5 separate regions of the Mus musculus genome follow, and all the other regions are linked to region 1. Evidence: chromatin contacts called from public HiChIP or PLAC-seq, Micro-C and promoter capture Hi-C data. All regions are on one chromosome and are shown on one strand. Each heading gives the region's core, a stretch centred on a gene start, on an enhancer-like site or on the middle of the called end of the contact. The rest is flanking DNA. Distances are from core to core; before and after follow the strand shown. Region 1 overlaps Tsc22d1 (TSC22 domain family, member 1). Region 2 has its middle 45 kb from the start of Gm30365. Region 3 overlaps Gm30246 (a long non-coding RNA gene). Region 4 has its middle 16 kb from the start of Gm41214. Region 5 has its middle 26 kb from the start of Gpalpp1.

What was found. A called contact is a pair of places that touch in the nucleus more often than the background predicts. HiChIP or PLAC-seq counts read pairs in DNA pulled down with a chosen protein or histone mark. Capture Hi-C pulls out chosen DNA fragments and counts their contacts.
Region 2: a contact with region 1 is called in a Micro-C map of the HL-1 cell line, with 4 times the contacts expected there. The contact joins two enhancer-like sites. A contact is called at or near these places in 2 of 39 promoter capture datasets (embryonic stem cells and liver), 4 of 15 datasets of contacts at CTCF or cohesin (embryonic stem cells, large pre-B cells, pro-B cells and 1 more), 73 of 484 Hi-C or Micro-C datasets (the 63-12 cell line, the AML12 cell line, the AtT-20 cell line and 37 more), 9 of 115 datasets of contacts at active chromatin or transcription factors (the NIH/3T3 cell line, embryonic basal ganglia, embryonic stem cells and 3 more) and 4 of 9 other capture datasets (adipose tissue, embryonic stem cells, liver and 1 more).
Region 3: a contact with region 1 is called in an H3K27ac HiChIP or PLAC-seq map of a colorectal cancer cell line, with 4 times the contacts expected there. The contact joins two enhancer-like sites. A contact is called at or near these places in 1 of 39 promoter capture datasets (embryonic stem cells), 4 of 484 Hi-C or Micro-C datasets (bone marrow-derived macrophages, cumulus cells, liver and 1 more), 9 of 115 datasets of contacts at active chromatin or transcription factors (the NIH/3T3 cell line, a colorectal cancer cell line, embryonic stem cells and 3 more) and 2 of 9 other capture datasets (adipose tissue and pancreatic islet).
Region 4: a promoter capture Hi-C map of adipose tissue shows a contact between it and region 1. The contact joins two enhancer-like sites. A contact is called at or near these places in 1 of 15 datasets of contacts at CTCF or cohesin (embryonic stem cells), 3 of 484 Hi-C or Micro-C datasets (bone marrow-derived macrophages, embryonic stem cells and psoas muscle), 2 of 115 datasets of contacts at active chromatin or transcription factors (embryonic stem cells and regulatory T cells) and 4 of 9 other capture datasets (adipose tissue, embryonic stem cells, liver and 1 more).
Region 5: an H3K27ac HiChIP or PLAC-seq map of embryonic stem cells shows a contact between it and region 1, with 6 times the contacts expected there. The contact joins two enhancer-like sites. A contact is called at or near these places in 1 of 15 datasets of contacts at CTCF or cohesin (embryonic stem cells), 6 of 484 Hi-C or Micro-C datasets (the N1E-115 cell line, bone marrow-derived macrophages and embryonic stem cells), 4 of 115 datasets of contacts at active chromatin or transcription factors (all in embryonic stem cells) and 2 of 9 other capture datasets (embryonic stem cells and macrophages).

What each region holds. Positions count from the first base shown.
Region 1 is chr14:76,477,426-76,480,125 of GRCm38.p6, reverse strand. All of the region lies in intron 1 of Tsc22d1 (TSC22 domain family, member 1), which reads right to left. Among named protein-coding and RNA genes, the nearest start is that of 4930444M15Rik, 42 kb to the left of the region's middle. Within about 2 kb of position 1,310, at least 96 of the 459 cell types and tissues checked have an H3K27ac peak or open chromatin away from gene starts, as enhancers often do. A contact at or near this core is called in the AML12 cell line, the C2C12 cell line, the HL-1 cell line and 11 more, where this site is marked.
Region 2 is chr14:76,881,733-76,884,432 of GRCm38.p6, reverse strand. No RefSeq gene overlaps it. Among named protein-coding and RNA genes, the nearest start is that of Gm30365, 45 kb to the right of the region's middle. Within about 2 kb of position 1,357, at least 137 of the 459 cell types and tissues checked have an H3K27ac peak or open chromatin away from gene starts, as enhancers often do. A contact at or near this core is called in the AML12 cell line, the C2C12 cell line, the HL-1 cell line and 6 more, where this site is marked.
Region 3 is chr14:76,785,751-76,788,450 of GRCm38.p6, reverse strand. The region is part of intron 1 of Gm30246 (a long non-coding RNA gene); the gene reads right to left. Among named protein-coding and RNA genes, the nearest start is that of Gm30246, 6.4 kb to the right of the region's middle. Within about 2 kb of position 1,375, at least 90 of the 459 cell types and tissues checked have an H3K27ac peak or open chromatin away from gene starts, as enhancers often do. A contact at or near this core is called in the NIH/3T3 cell line, adipose tissue, bone marrow-derived macrophages and 3 more, where this site is marked.
Region 4 is chr14:76,219,805-76,222,504 of GRCm38.p6, reverse strand. No RefSeq gene overlaps it. Among named protein-coding and RNA genes, the nearest start is that of Gm41214, 16 kb to the right of the region's middle. Within about 2 kb of position 1,319, at least 30 of the 459 cell types and tissues checked have an H3K27ac peak or open chromatin away from gene starts, as enhancers often do. A contact at or near this core is called in adipose tissue, where this site is marked.
Region 5 is chr14:76,083,102-76,085,937 of GRCm38.p6, reverse strand. No RefSeq gene overlaps it. Among named protein-coding and RNA genes, the nearest start is that of Gpalpp1, 26 kb to the left of the region's middle. Within about 2 kb of position 1,582, at least 36 of the 459 cell types and tissues checked have an H3K27ac peak or open chromatin away from gene starts, as enhancers often do. A contact at or near this core is called in embryonic stem cells, where this site is marked.

The sequences.
Region 1 (2,700 bases), core at 61-2,560:
CGTTTAAGACACCAGGAAAGCCTGGGATGAGGCTCAGAGAGCATTCCATCATAAAAGTTAAACTGTAAAGCTCTGCTATATAAAACAGTTAACATTTAACAGAAAAACTTTGATTTCTGCATAACCACGAGCTTGCTCTGCACGGAACCAAAGGGAACCTACAAACATACAAGCCTGCCACCTTGTGGAACACATGCAGAATTACAACCTCCGAGCTAAATGTACTAAAATATACTAGATATTAAAAAACAGTAATCAAGATAACATATCCATTCTAAAACATTAAATATTAGTGGAGAGGTCCACTAGCATTCATTCAACTGGTTGTTATTAATGTTTTATTTAGTGAAATCATTTGGAATCAAAACTAAAGTTTCTCTTTAGACATGAGCAGAATTGCTCCCGTAGATAGTGGAATAAACTTGGGGTCTCATCCCCTCTTAGTTACAATAGCCACCACCTATGCTTAATGAACACAACACGGCAACTCCACTGCCCACCAACAGCACCACTGGACCAATTTTACCCTATGAAGGAGAATTCCTATACAATCTTTACTATTTCATAATTAGACTGCAATGAGTCCAAACTCTCAGAAGAATCTACTCATTACTTCTTGATAACAAACTGCCACAAAAGAGCCTGGTCTAAAATAGCGAATAAAAGACAGAAAAAACCATTGACTTTTTCCGAGTACCTGCTGCAGTCATGGATTTTTCAGAAAGCAGTAGCCTTTGGGGAAACACAGCCTCCTTTGACGCTGAGGGTTAGCCGTGGCTCTTGTGAGAACATGGGCTGCCAGGTTACAGAAACTCCTTGTGAATGTGGCTCAGTGCGATCCACAGAGCTTCCGATGGCCCTGGGTCTGGTCCTTTCCGGGTTCCTATAACAGTCTGCGTGTCCACCTTGGGGAGGAAATAATCCTACGGCCTAAGGGACTGACAAACTCTTAGAACAGTGCTAATGTACTTCCTGCTTCCAAGGATTTAGTTATTAAACCTGGACAGGATGGACAAAAGCTACAGAGACAAAAATGGAGAATCTGTTCCAAACGTCTTTTTTTTCAGATAAGGATTCCATCTTTTGGCGAAGTGTTTTCCTTTGTTCTGTTTTGTTCTTCACAAACAACAAAACAAAACTTGTAGGCGAGAAGCAGGGAGATCATTACTTTTTTTTTCTGCTCTACAATTCCATCTGAAGGAAACTGGAAAACTGACTATCTCCAAATCTCCAGAGAAAGGCTTCTCTCTCCCGTTGTGAGCCAGCATTCCTCAGGATGAGTCAGCATTCCTCATGCTGAGTCAGAGTCTCCCCCCACCTTCCTGTCCGGCCCTTCAGCCCCTCAGCCCCTCAGCACCAATGGCATACAATGGTATATCTGTGTCTCTTTCCCTCTTACCCACACACACACAGCAAACATCTAAGCACCGGGTCTTAAGAACGAAAACATGAGGAGCCACAGTTACCCTCCGAGTATGGTATTAATAATTCAAAATGGTTTAAGCTCTGGTATCAAAGTTAAGAGCTAACTGTGCTATTCAACTCAATTTCTTTTCTCTCTTTCTCTTTCTCTTTCTCTTTCTCTTTCTCTCTCTCTCTCTCTCTCTCTCTCTCTCTCTCTCTCTCTCTCTCTCCCTCCCTCCCTCCCTCCCTCCCTCCCTCCCTCCCTCCCTTCCTTCCTTCCTTTCTTTCTTTCTAAAGTCTTACTCTGGGTGTGGTAGCACACACCTTTAGTCAAAGTGCTAGGGGTTTAGAGGCAGGTGGAGCTCTGTAATTTGAGGCCAGCCTGGTCTACATAGCAAGGAGAGCTAGACAGTGAGAGAGCCTGCCTTTAACAAAAAAAGGGGGGGAGGGGAGAAAGGGAGGGAGGGAGAGGAGGAGGAAAGAGGGAGGGAAGGTCTCACTGGATGGCACTTGCTGGTTGGGAACTCTATGGAGAACAAACTGTTCACATCTCCCTATCCCCCTGCCCCTGCTTCCAAGCTGCTGGACTTGCTCATGACCTTGTACCGTCACGCTAGGCTTTAGAAAGAATCTCATGTAATTTATCTGCCAACTGAAGCAAAAGACTCCTCTTGTCACCATCGCCATCCAGTCCTCCAAGTATTTTTAAAGTAGCTCTTAAGATTTCCTAACTAGGGCTGGCGAGATGGCTCAGTGGGTAAGAGCACTGACTGCTCTTCTGAAGATCCTGAGTTCAAATCTCAGCAACTACATGGTGGCTCACAACCACCCACAATAAGATCTGACACCCTCTTCTGGTGTGTCTGAAGACAGCTACAGTGTACTTATGTATAATAATAAATAATAAGTCTTTGGGCCATAGCAACCAGAGCAAGTGGGGTTGACCTAAAATTTCAATTCCCAACAGCCATATGAAGGATCACAACCATTTATACAGCTACAGTGTACTCATATATATGAAATTGTAATATCCAAAATAAATTCAAGACTACCCAGTACCTTCCCCCTTCAAAAGGACTTTCCAAACTGTACTAGCAGGCCAAGTACAGAGTCAGATAAAAAAGCTGGCTGACTAAACAAATATAGAAACATAGTTTTAACGGTCAAAATTACTAAGCTTCCAAAACAAGATTAACAATTCCTTTGTCCCGCCTCATACTAAAAACCTCAAGGACAGACAAAATGAGAGTCACCCTCCACAAACCAACCAGTATCTAAAAAGGTTATTGGCTACAC
Region 2 (2,700 bases), core at 108-2,607, 400 kb before region 1:
TTTGTACCCAAGACACCATAATGATATATTGAAAGACTAGGATTTGACCCAAAAATCTACATTGAATTCCAGCAGTTCTGGTGACAAGAAGGCCAAGACAGATTTTCATTTGCATGACCCAGAGCCAACTCCTGCAATTCTGTGGTGTTTTCATTCTAAGCAAAGCACAGACAGTCGCCACTGGGTGACCATTGCTCTGCTTTGGGTCATCTGTCCCTATTGATAAGTACCAATGCCATGAAATTGTGAACTGACTCAATGATATGGCCGTTGTTGCCCTGTGTCAGGCAATGGGTTTTCTGTACATGGAATCATTTCACATTCTCTAAATACTACTAAATTAACTCCAGAAGTTTAAGGATTAGGCCATGGCTTTATTATCTCTAGTTCTTAGCTGTCACCCTGAGGAACAGAACACCTATGAAATGTGTCAATCATAATGGGGCTTATGAACATTCAGAAAGGATGAAAATAACTCCTGTTAGGTCCCATGGGCTTGGAGGTTCAGGCATATTATCTGGCCTTTAGGTATTGTTCTTGTGGAATGTATACCCTTTATTGTGGGCAGTGGATGGAGCCAGGAGTGCATGGATGACCTTTCTTAAATATCCTTAGCAGTGAACATTTATCCATTCTATGTGGTATGGGATGCTGGCCAGAAGTCGGTGTTATCGCTACGACACGAGCTGGGGTTGATTTTTCTGGTTTCTTCACCCGCAAGGACGAATTTACAAGAGAAATGCTCACAGCCTCTCAGAGCTTTAGTGCTAGATGTTCACAGAATCTACTACGTCTTGCATTTGGCTGCTGTGGGAAAAGATACCTGAGACAGCACTGGGGGGAGGCTAGCAGGAGGGCCAGACTTGTCACACTTATTCAGCAGATTAAAGAGCCTGAGAGGTCTTATCAGTATCAGCCAAAAGGTATGACTCAGCCAAGGGGAATGAACAGTGAAAAAAATAATAAAAAAAACCAGATTCACTTTATAGAGCAAGCATTCTCTGCCTTCAGAGAACACTGGGCACCTTTTTACCCCATCCCCCTGTGGCAAAATACTTTTCTCATCTACAGAACACTATGTGGCTCCATTTACCTAAAGCCTGTTACACGGTTGCTTCGTCAAAGAATGCCCATCTCTGGTTTTCTTTTCCTTTCCTTTCTTTCTTTTTCTAGTAAAGCCATGTAGGGGATATGGAGTGTAACACCTGAAATAATAGGATTTTTACAGGAAATAATGTAAATGAAGCCTTTCGCCCTTAATGACCCATGATAAAATGCTCTTGTTACCCGAGCTCCAGCAGCAACTCAAGCAGGTTGCCATGGTAACGTCCAGCTGCTCCTTGGCTCTTTGCTTAATGATCAGTGTGATGTCAGGCTCTCAAGATAACCAGAGGCTCAGACAAATCTTAACAGCGGCCACAACAGTCCACTGGGGACTTCAGTTGTGTCTGACTGAGGGCTCCTGTGTCCAGGTCTAATTAAAACATACTCAGACCTAGACTGCAAGTGCCCGAGGCAGAGAATCAGGTCACCTTTCCAAGTTCCCTATTCACTTGCTTTGCTCCACATGATTGCCCAGTTGGAAAGACGCCAGAGCCTGGCAGCCACAGCACATCACTATGCCCAGTGCTTCAAACACACCTGCTAGCCAGCTCTCCCTGGCATGGGGAGATCATACCAAAGAAGGTGACCTTTGGTCCCCTCTTCCTGTGTTCCTTGCATGACTCTTTCAGCCGTGGTGAAGCCTGGAATTCTTACCATGAAGCACAAGTTGATTTAGGGAGCAAACCAGGGACGGAGGAACTAGAACATTCACTTAGAATATACTTTTCTTCTTCATTTCTTCTTTTCAGCCCCTCTTGAGATAGTTTAAAAAGCATTCACTATCTGTAGGCCATTACTAAAAACACAGAGAGTACGGTTGAGTAAGGCTTTGTCCCTCTTCTCTAGGAGCCAGATGAGATCAGGTAGACGTGTATAAGCTGGGGTTTGAGACATCTTCCTTAAAGGATACCAGCAAGGCTGTCTAGAGAAGAGAGATTAGACTTTGAGGGAATTAGTAACATGGTGGGAGGGAGAGAGGGAGAGAGGGAGAGAGGGAGAGAGGGAGAAAGAGACAATGTGATACAGTTTGGAAGCATGATCTTGTATGTTTAGAAGGCTGCAATGCAGACTAGCTGGAGTTTTCTCTAGCTATCTTGTGAGAAGACAAGAGAGGAAGGCTGGGGCCAGAGTGAATTTTTTGTTTTGTTTTGAGGGCCAATGAGAGATACCTAAGGCTCTTAAGTGGGGAAAGGAAATGGTGGTTGATATTTAAGAAAATTACTATCCTTACGGGTAAGACCATGAACAGAGACAACAGGAGATGCGGGGCCATTAGAGTCACAGAGGGAGTCTGACCATAGAGACTACCTATAGGTTTATGTCCAGCATATGCATGTACATGTGTGTACTCCTGTGTCTCTGTGTATTTCTCTGTGTGTGTCTCTGTGTATGTATATGTGTGTGTATGTGTGTTTGTGTGTATGTGTGTGCATATGTGTCTGTGTGTGTATATGTGTGTGTCTATGTACATGTGTGTCTCTCTGTGTGTATGTGTGTGTCTGTGTACATGTGTGTGTATATATATGTGTGTGTATATGTCTGTGTCTGTGTGTGTCTCTGTGTATGTATATGTGTGTATGTGTGTTTGTGTGTGTG
Region 3 (2,700 bases), core at 126-2,625, 310 kb before region 1:
ATGAGTGTGTGTGTAGTGTCCTCTGTGTGTGCCTGCAATCCTGTGTGTGTGTGTGTGTGTGTGTGTGTGTGTGTGTGTGTGCCATAACCACATGTGGAAGCCAGACAGAAGGAGTTTGCTTCTACCATGTGGATCCTGGGGATTGAACTCATGTTGTCAGATTTGGTGGCCAGCTCCTTTTCCTGCAGAGCCAACTTGCCCCTCAATAACTCGTTATTGAATGGGAATAAAGGGATACTTCCCTTACAGGAGATGGGATGGAGTCTGAATCCGCAGAGTGACACCTGCTCATGCTGGCTCATTTAAGACACTGTTTTTATTTTTTCATCCTGTGTATGTGTGGGAGTGCACACACTCGAACCTGTGCATACTCAGAATCCAGAAGAAAGTGATCCCTGAGGCTAAAATAGGTGCTGGCAACTGACCCCAGGTCCTCTGCCAAAGCAAGAAAGGCTCTTAAGCATTGAGCCATTCCTCCAGCCCCTAAGCTGGATTGTTTTATGTTTTGTCCCTGCCTTTCTGCACCTCCTAGGCACTAGATCAAGATTGGCCTTCAGCCAGGAAACATTGGTTCTGAGATACCCTCCTTGGCCTGTAGCTGCCAGCCGAGGAAGAAGTATGTGCAGGCTGGCATGGGCCCGGCAGAGCTGGTCATACCCAGCAGTGGCCTTGTGGGTAGGCTGAGTGGGCAGGTGTGGTCTCTGAGTCATTGGGCAAGTGCCCCAAAGCTTAAGGACAGACCCCACAGCCCCCGCATTGAGCTTCCTGTTTCCTGTCACAGCGTCCAAAATTCTACCATATTCGGTTATTCATACTGAGCCTTTCACGGATCTCAGTTAATGAATAATTTTTAGTTCTGAGATGGGAGCAGCTTTAGGTGAGGGAGACAGAGATACGAGAAAATTGGGCGAGAATACAGACAGGTTTTATACTTTCACATTTCTGAAATGAATTTCTCTAGTCCTTTCAAACTACTCAGGCAGCATTGGGGAACTGCTGGTTCCCTGCTTACTGGAGCTCCAACAATAGGGTGCCATCTGGGAACCCAAGGACTAGGACTCCCTGAGTTTGATTCCTGTGCATGCCTATGTGCCTATGAGAGATTATGTGCACCACACACATGTAGGTGTGAGAGGAGGCAAGAGGAAGGTGTCAGGTCCCCTAAAACTAGAGTTATAGGGAGTTGTGGGCCACCAGGTGTGGGTGCTGGGAACTGAACCCTGTCCCCTACAAGAGCAGGAAGTTCTCTTAACTACTGTGCCATCCTTCCAAGTCCACTATTCAGTCCTCAAACACACTTTCCTACCTAGCCACACATGAGCACATGAGAGAGGCAAGAGAATTAGGACATAGCACAGAGTGCGGGACAGGGGACATGCTGCGTCTCAGCTTGATGTCACCAGGCTCTTAGTCACACTGCCTTCTCTGTCTGGGGAGGACCTAGGATCTAAGGAAAAACTTTTCTCAAGATGAAGGCTGAAAACTTCAAAGGTAACACAGGACTATATTTTCTTGATCCTGAATTAGAACGGAGACTCGGATACATGGGCGTATCTCTGTGTGAAGTCTTTTTAAAAGGAGAAATAACTAAAGCTATAGCTTTAGTTAACATGGACTAAAATCTTTATTAGTTAGCGGGCAACTCCACTGACCCTGGTCCAGGATAGCACAGCCACTCATGTCCATCCTATTGAAAGCACTTGGGGAGTTGCTGTTCCTGTCTACCTACCCCATGGACAGGAGGGTCCCCAGAATTGTCATCTTCATTACCTTTTATGGCACCCTTGGACAAATGATTTACTGTGCTGTCTTTTCTCTCTAAGGAAATATTCGGTTTCCTATCCGCTATTATTTGACATAGCTTGTCCCTTGCCAGCTCATATACTGGGATCCTGGGACTCAGTACGGTGATATTGGAGAATAATGGAACCTTTAAGAGGTGAGTCATAAGGGTGGAGATTAGATTCCTGGGGACATTGCCACCAGAAGGGATTAATGCCTCCTGAGACTCCAGATAGTTCTGGAGAGAGTGGTTGTAGTGAGTCAGACCAGCCCCTCCCTGCTGTCTGGCCCCCCATTTGCCACGTGTTCCCACCATCAGGATGCCATACACAATGGGCACCTCACCATAGCCAAGCAGAGACTGCTGCCATGCTCTTGGGACTCCAGAACTGTGAGCTAAATACACCCTTCTTCTTTACAAATGATCTGGCATCGGGTATTTGGGTATTGCAACTAAACGTAGACTAACACACTACCTAGAGATTTTATATTCCTCTTAGCCAAGGGGGAGGCCTTATATTATACCCATTTCACCCTCCACAGGTAGATTCATGGGGGGGGGGGTGGTATGTAATTATGTAGAAAATCTTAACTCACGAGTGTCCTCATCAACATAATTCTTGATTAACCAGATTGGTTTTTTGCAAAATGCTCTAAAAAACAAGGAAAGTTGCTGAATCCTCCCTCTGCCTCTCGCAGCCTAGTAAATGGAACCATAGTTGTTTGCCTTTGCTTTCTCTTTTGTAACTAGAAAAGAAAGGTATTCCTGGAAAACCAGGATTGTCTGTCACCTCATAAGGGGTCATGGTAGACTGAGTGATGCCCTCTAAGGAATCGTTTGGAAAGCTCTAGAACCTGTGACTGTTGGTTTATACAGTAGAATTTCTGAGCATTTGACTATTAAGGATCTCTAGATAA
Region 4 (2,700 bases), core at 70-2,569, 260 kb after region 1:
CAGCCCTACATCAGAGGATGTTTGGGCTCAAAGCTGGTGGTGCTGAAGTTGAGACACTAGCCTAGGCACTCACTAGGATGTGGTGCAGACAGCCTGTGTACAGCAAAATATGTGTGAGCTGTTTGTGACTTAGAAAGGTGACCTTGGGGAGACAGTCTTCAGAAGTCCAGACATGGAAATCCCATGTTAAGTGATGTCACGAATTTCCATTAAGGTTATTGTAGCTGGACTTGAATAGATCCTTCCTTTTGGTTGCCTTGGAAACAATGAATTAGGGAGAGCAGCCCAGTAGTCTGGGTCATGTGGAATGAAAAGAAAGAAACTTTTGAAAATATCGCACTAAAGAATTTCAGGAATGAGAAGAATAAATTATTCAAGGTGCTTATGCATTCAATCTAAGAAGCACATGCTAATCAGAAACTGTTTGGGGGCCAAGGGCAAGAGAATGGACCCTCAGCCCTTCCTGTTTTGTTTGGTAGCTCAAAGGACTGCTTGCAGTTCAAATGAGCAGCTCACAGCTCGGGCCCCAGGTCCTCCAAGGCCAAGTTATTACAAAGAGATAAAAGATCTTGTGTATTTATCTCAGCTCAACACGATCTGGTTACAGGCTGCTCTCCCTGGCTTGCTCTCTCTGCTATACACAACATCTGCTTATGTTAAAATATAATCAACAAAGACTCACAAAAGCTTTCTTGTCTGTTGAAGTGGAACGGAGACCACAGGCTTCGCCCCCAAATTCAACTGGGCTTACGTGTTCTTGCTCAGACAATTAACTCCCCAATTAAACTCAGATCTGGAAAACAAGACCACGGAGTCCTCTGAAATGCCAAAGCCAGGGACAAATGGACACGGAGTCACAGGCAAAGAACACCGAGTTCCAGGACAGTCAAATATAGAAGCTCTCGGGGCCAAGAAATTCAAGAAATCTCCAGAATGATTTATTTTACAATTCAGACAAGTTTTAAGATAAAAGGTTTTTAAACTCATTTATTTTTAGGTAAGCCTCCCTCCTTTCACAAAGAAATATTCTCTAGCTAATGACCATAAGAGGAGGTCAAACGTTACAGGACCAACAATGGCAAGCAAACCAGAGAGTGTTTCCTAAGTGCTCTCTCTGAGGTGGGTGCTGGGACACAGCTGATATTCAGTGTTGGAGATAAACTTCATAGCAATGATCAGGCCTGAGGTCTTCATTGGAAACGAGACTTCAGCTCCCAGACTTGGGAACTCAATGTGCGGTAATGTTGAAGAGATGCTAGTCACTATGCAGTGTGTGGGCTCTTCAGAGATGGCTCATCGGTTATGCAAATTTATGCAAATCCAGAGCTAGAGTATCCTTTAAGCCCTGGAGGTAATTGTGAGCAAGACAACACAGTTTCTATAGCCACAGAGAAATGAAACTCGGGGATGCCTTCTAAGCGTGGTCAGTATTTGGAAGGAGTCTACAATCAGCCTGTGGGTGTTGAGTGTGGTGTGCTGGCTCAGCCTCACTCATCCTTCTGTGGTGATCTCTCATTTTGGCAGCTCAAATCACTCCTAGCATCAGGCTTGGTGACCTAAACCTGTAATTACAGCTACTCTGCAGGCTGAGACAAGAGAGTTTCAAGTTCAAAGCCAGCCTGGACCACTGAGCAAATTAAAGGGTGAGCAATATGGTGAGACTCTGGGGGTTGTAGCTCTTGCATCAAGCCAAGGTTCAATCATCGTACTATAAAATAATAATAGTAATGATAATATAACAATAACAATAATAATAATAATATTTTAAAATTAAGAAATGGGAGCTTGAGAGGTGGCAGGCATATCAGTTGAGAGTATTTATTGCTAATGTGGAAGACCCAGTTTGGTTCCCAGCACTGACATGAGGAGTCACATAATGACCTGCAACTCCATTTCCAGGGAGTCTGATGCCCTCTGGCTTCTGAGGGTGGCTATACACATGAGGTGCACATAACCCATGGAGGCACATGTGTAAACACATGACTAAAAACTAAGCCAATTCTTCTAAAACAAAATAAAAAAAAAATAGAATAAAGTGACTCTCTGACCCTTCTACCTCCACCTTTCCAGGGTCCCCATACACCAGTGAGGTCGGGGAACTGGACCCTTACTGGCCACCATGAGAGTGCTCCAAAAATTTTGAGTCTGGGGTATAGAAGATCACACAGTCCCACTCCTCACTTAAGATAAGGCAAGAAAATCCCAAGAGTGTTGAAAGACTCCATGATAGGAAGTGATACTGTATGTCTAAGAATCCAAAGTTTACCCCTGTGTCCATGGCTCATGCATGGAATGAAAAGCTGTTGGTGAGCTGGAGAGATGGCTCAGCGATTAAGAGCACTGACTGCTCTTCCAGAGGTCCTGAGTTTAATTCCTAGCAACCACATGGTGGCTCACAACCATCTCTAATGGGATCTGATATATTCTTCTGGTGTGTCTGAAGACAGCTACAGTGTACTCAGATAAATAAAAATAAATAAATCTTTAAAAAAAAAAAAAGCCGGGTGGTGATGGCGCACGCCTTTAATCCCAGCACTTGGGAGTCAGAGGCAGGTGGATTTCTGAGTTTGGGGACAGCCTGGTCTACAGAGTGAGTTCCAGGACAGCCAGGACTATACAGAGAAACCCTGTCTCGAAAAAACAAAAACAAAACAAAACAAAAAAACACACCCCCCACAAGAAATTCCAGTTTAAAACAAG
Region 5 (2,836 bases), core at 333-2,832, 390 kb after region 1:
CTATCATGGAACTGACTGCAGGGTCAAAAGCCTGTGCTGGGACCATGGAGTCCATCTTACCTTTGATTCCCGCCAGGGTTCTAATGAAAATTCCAGTGTTTCTTATGGTAGGTATGTCAATCAGTCCTGAGTTCACCCCAGATTTGTCAGTGTCCACGTCTGCCCATTGTGAATCTCCTTTTCAGTAGGTAACTGCTAACCCATGTCTCAGAATCTTTGTGTAGAACAGCAGTGGGAGGGGGCAGGCACACAGGGCGCACATTAGCTTTGGGGCTGGTGTTTGGTGCTGTCCAGGAGATGGACTGTGTCTAAAATGCCTGCTCGTCCCCTCCTCGTTCACCGCCCTCAAACCCCTAACATCAAGAAGTACATCCATCTACCACAAACAGGGACGATGGAGAGTAAGGCCATCGCAGTTAGCTCACCACAGCCTGCTGTCGTTTATAAATCACACCGCAATTCAAAAGGATATATTTAGACTTTCCCCTCCACAAATAAGAAAATAATGAAAAAATAGGATTTCCAACTCCAACCCAGTCAGCAGCCAGAAAGCCCCAACCCCGAAATCAATCACATCTCTTACATAGAAGGGCAGTGGCTACAGCGGCCCTGGATACAGGTTAGTCAGGGTAGCAAACAGGCTGGACTTCACTCCTTCAAGCCCAAGACAGGATGTAGTGTTAGCAACCCGAAGTTAGCTGTCAATCAGGGGTCAGGGTGACTTGGACTGGGTGTCCTTGGGTTCTCTCAGTGCTGTGTGTATTTCTTGACTCTGAACCATAGGATCCCTCAGAGGAAGGGAAGGCATGGTTCTCAGAACAATGGCGTATATTCATGGCAAACAAAATCTAGAGGAGGGAAAAGAGAAACCTACCGTTGGCAAAAGCCTAGCATGGAGTAGTTAGGCATGGCTTTTCAGTGGATTTGAGTAGAGGTCATTTTTAATTTACAGTTGTATTATCATTCGCAATTAAATAAGTTGCTATGGTGCTTCCAGCCTCTCAGACACAGCAGTTAGATCATTCGTAAATGTATGCTTTCAGAGCCAAGAAGGCGAGGGATTGTTCTTGCACAGGAAGCTGTTCCAAAGTGGATTTTGCTTATGTTCCTAGCAAACTACCAATCTCCAACGTGGGCAGTAACCGCAGTGATTTAAGTGTTAATGACACAAACTGTGCTTGTTCCAGAGCTCTGGGGTTTCTGTTAGAATTTGGGAGAAGGTTCTGGGGTCATTTAAACCAACTCAGTAATTAACTACAGCCAAAAATCTAGCAGCATACTGAGAGGAAGAGGAAAAAACACAAGGAAAGAATGGCCTGTTGAAGCCTCCCCCGGAAACTGTTTCCACTCTAGACAAATGTCTAGGAAAGAACACTAAGTCAGCTCCTGTTGCCGTGTATTTATCGAGCCTATACAATATGTAAAGTGCTGATCTGAGAATACAAAAATACATAAGACATGACCTTTAACTCACCAGTCTAGTGGGGCAGACAATATGCAGAACCAACTAGTGCTATCTGTTGAGCACATGCCAGAGGTGTGTACATGTACTGATTGTGATCGTAGGGCATGCCTGGGCATGAGCTGAGAAGAAAGGGCTACAGTGAATCTCAGTGGATGCTGTTGCTGGTGTGTGGGCATTGAAGAGTGAAAGAGACCAGCTAGAAAGGAAGAGCCAATGCAGGGGGTTCAGCCTGTGGAGCTGAGGGTCAGCAGTCAGCAATGTTGCAGAGAAGACAGCCTGGATAGGAGGAGGGACAAGGGAAGCTGGCTCTGTGAGTTAAGTGTTTGAGGGTTACACATTTGAACCTGAATTTGAAGTACAGAGATACAAATCTGTATGTAACCCTGCCCCCGGGAGCAGATGGAGACTGGCAGACCTAGAGCAGTGGTTCTCAACCTGGGGGTCACGCAGGCTAGATAATTTGCACTGCAGTTTATAACGGTAGCAAAATCACAACTATGGAGTAGCAAAGAAATAATTGTATGGCTGGTGGTCATCACAGCACGAGGAACTGTATTAAAGGGGTGCAGCATTGTGAAGGCTGAGAACTACTGTCCCAGAGGATTATGAAGGCTGAGAACTCCGTGAGAGACCCTGGGGCTGGATAGATTGCTTAGCAGAGGATTTAGGTTTGGTTCCCAGCACCAAAATCAGACAGCTCATGATGCAGGCACCGACACTTACACATAAAATAAGGCATGGTAGTGGAGGAAGGCACCCAGCATTAGCTCTGACACACACAACATCTGATACTAGAAACCAGGAGCCAAAAATGGTTACTAGCCTTGGTAAGTCTGTGAATATAGAGTCACAAAGTTAGGGGAAGTATGCCTGACATATATAAGTAGAAATTCTGTTAACTGGACTGTTGGGGGAACTCTCATCAAATGCATAGATTAATCCTTCTCAAAAAGACACATTAGCCAGGGCCCACCGGTGAGAAAACTCAGTGGGTACAGATGCTTGTCTTCAAGCCTGAAAACCTGAGTTCAGTCCCTGGAACCCACACAGTAGAAGGAGAGAGCAGATGATTCCTATAGGTTGTTCCCAGGCGCATGCACACACACACACACACACACACACACACACACACAAAAGGGGGGGGAGGAGAGGGAGAGCTCAAATTTTACACGTCTATTTTTTCTAATCTACAGAATCTTAACCACAAACACCAGATAACCTTCATTCTACCTAGATAAGCATCAGAGTGCACTTGCGGAGAGTATAAGCTGGGGCTTCAAGGTTCAGGATAAGCACCGAAGGCCAGAGAGAGAAAACTGCACAAAGACAAGCAGAGAGCTACGTTAGTGGTCCTAGAATGGCTTAGATGCC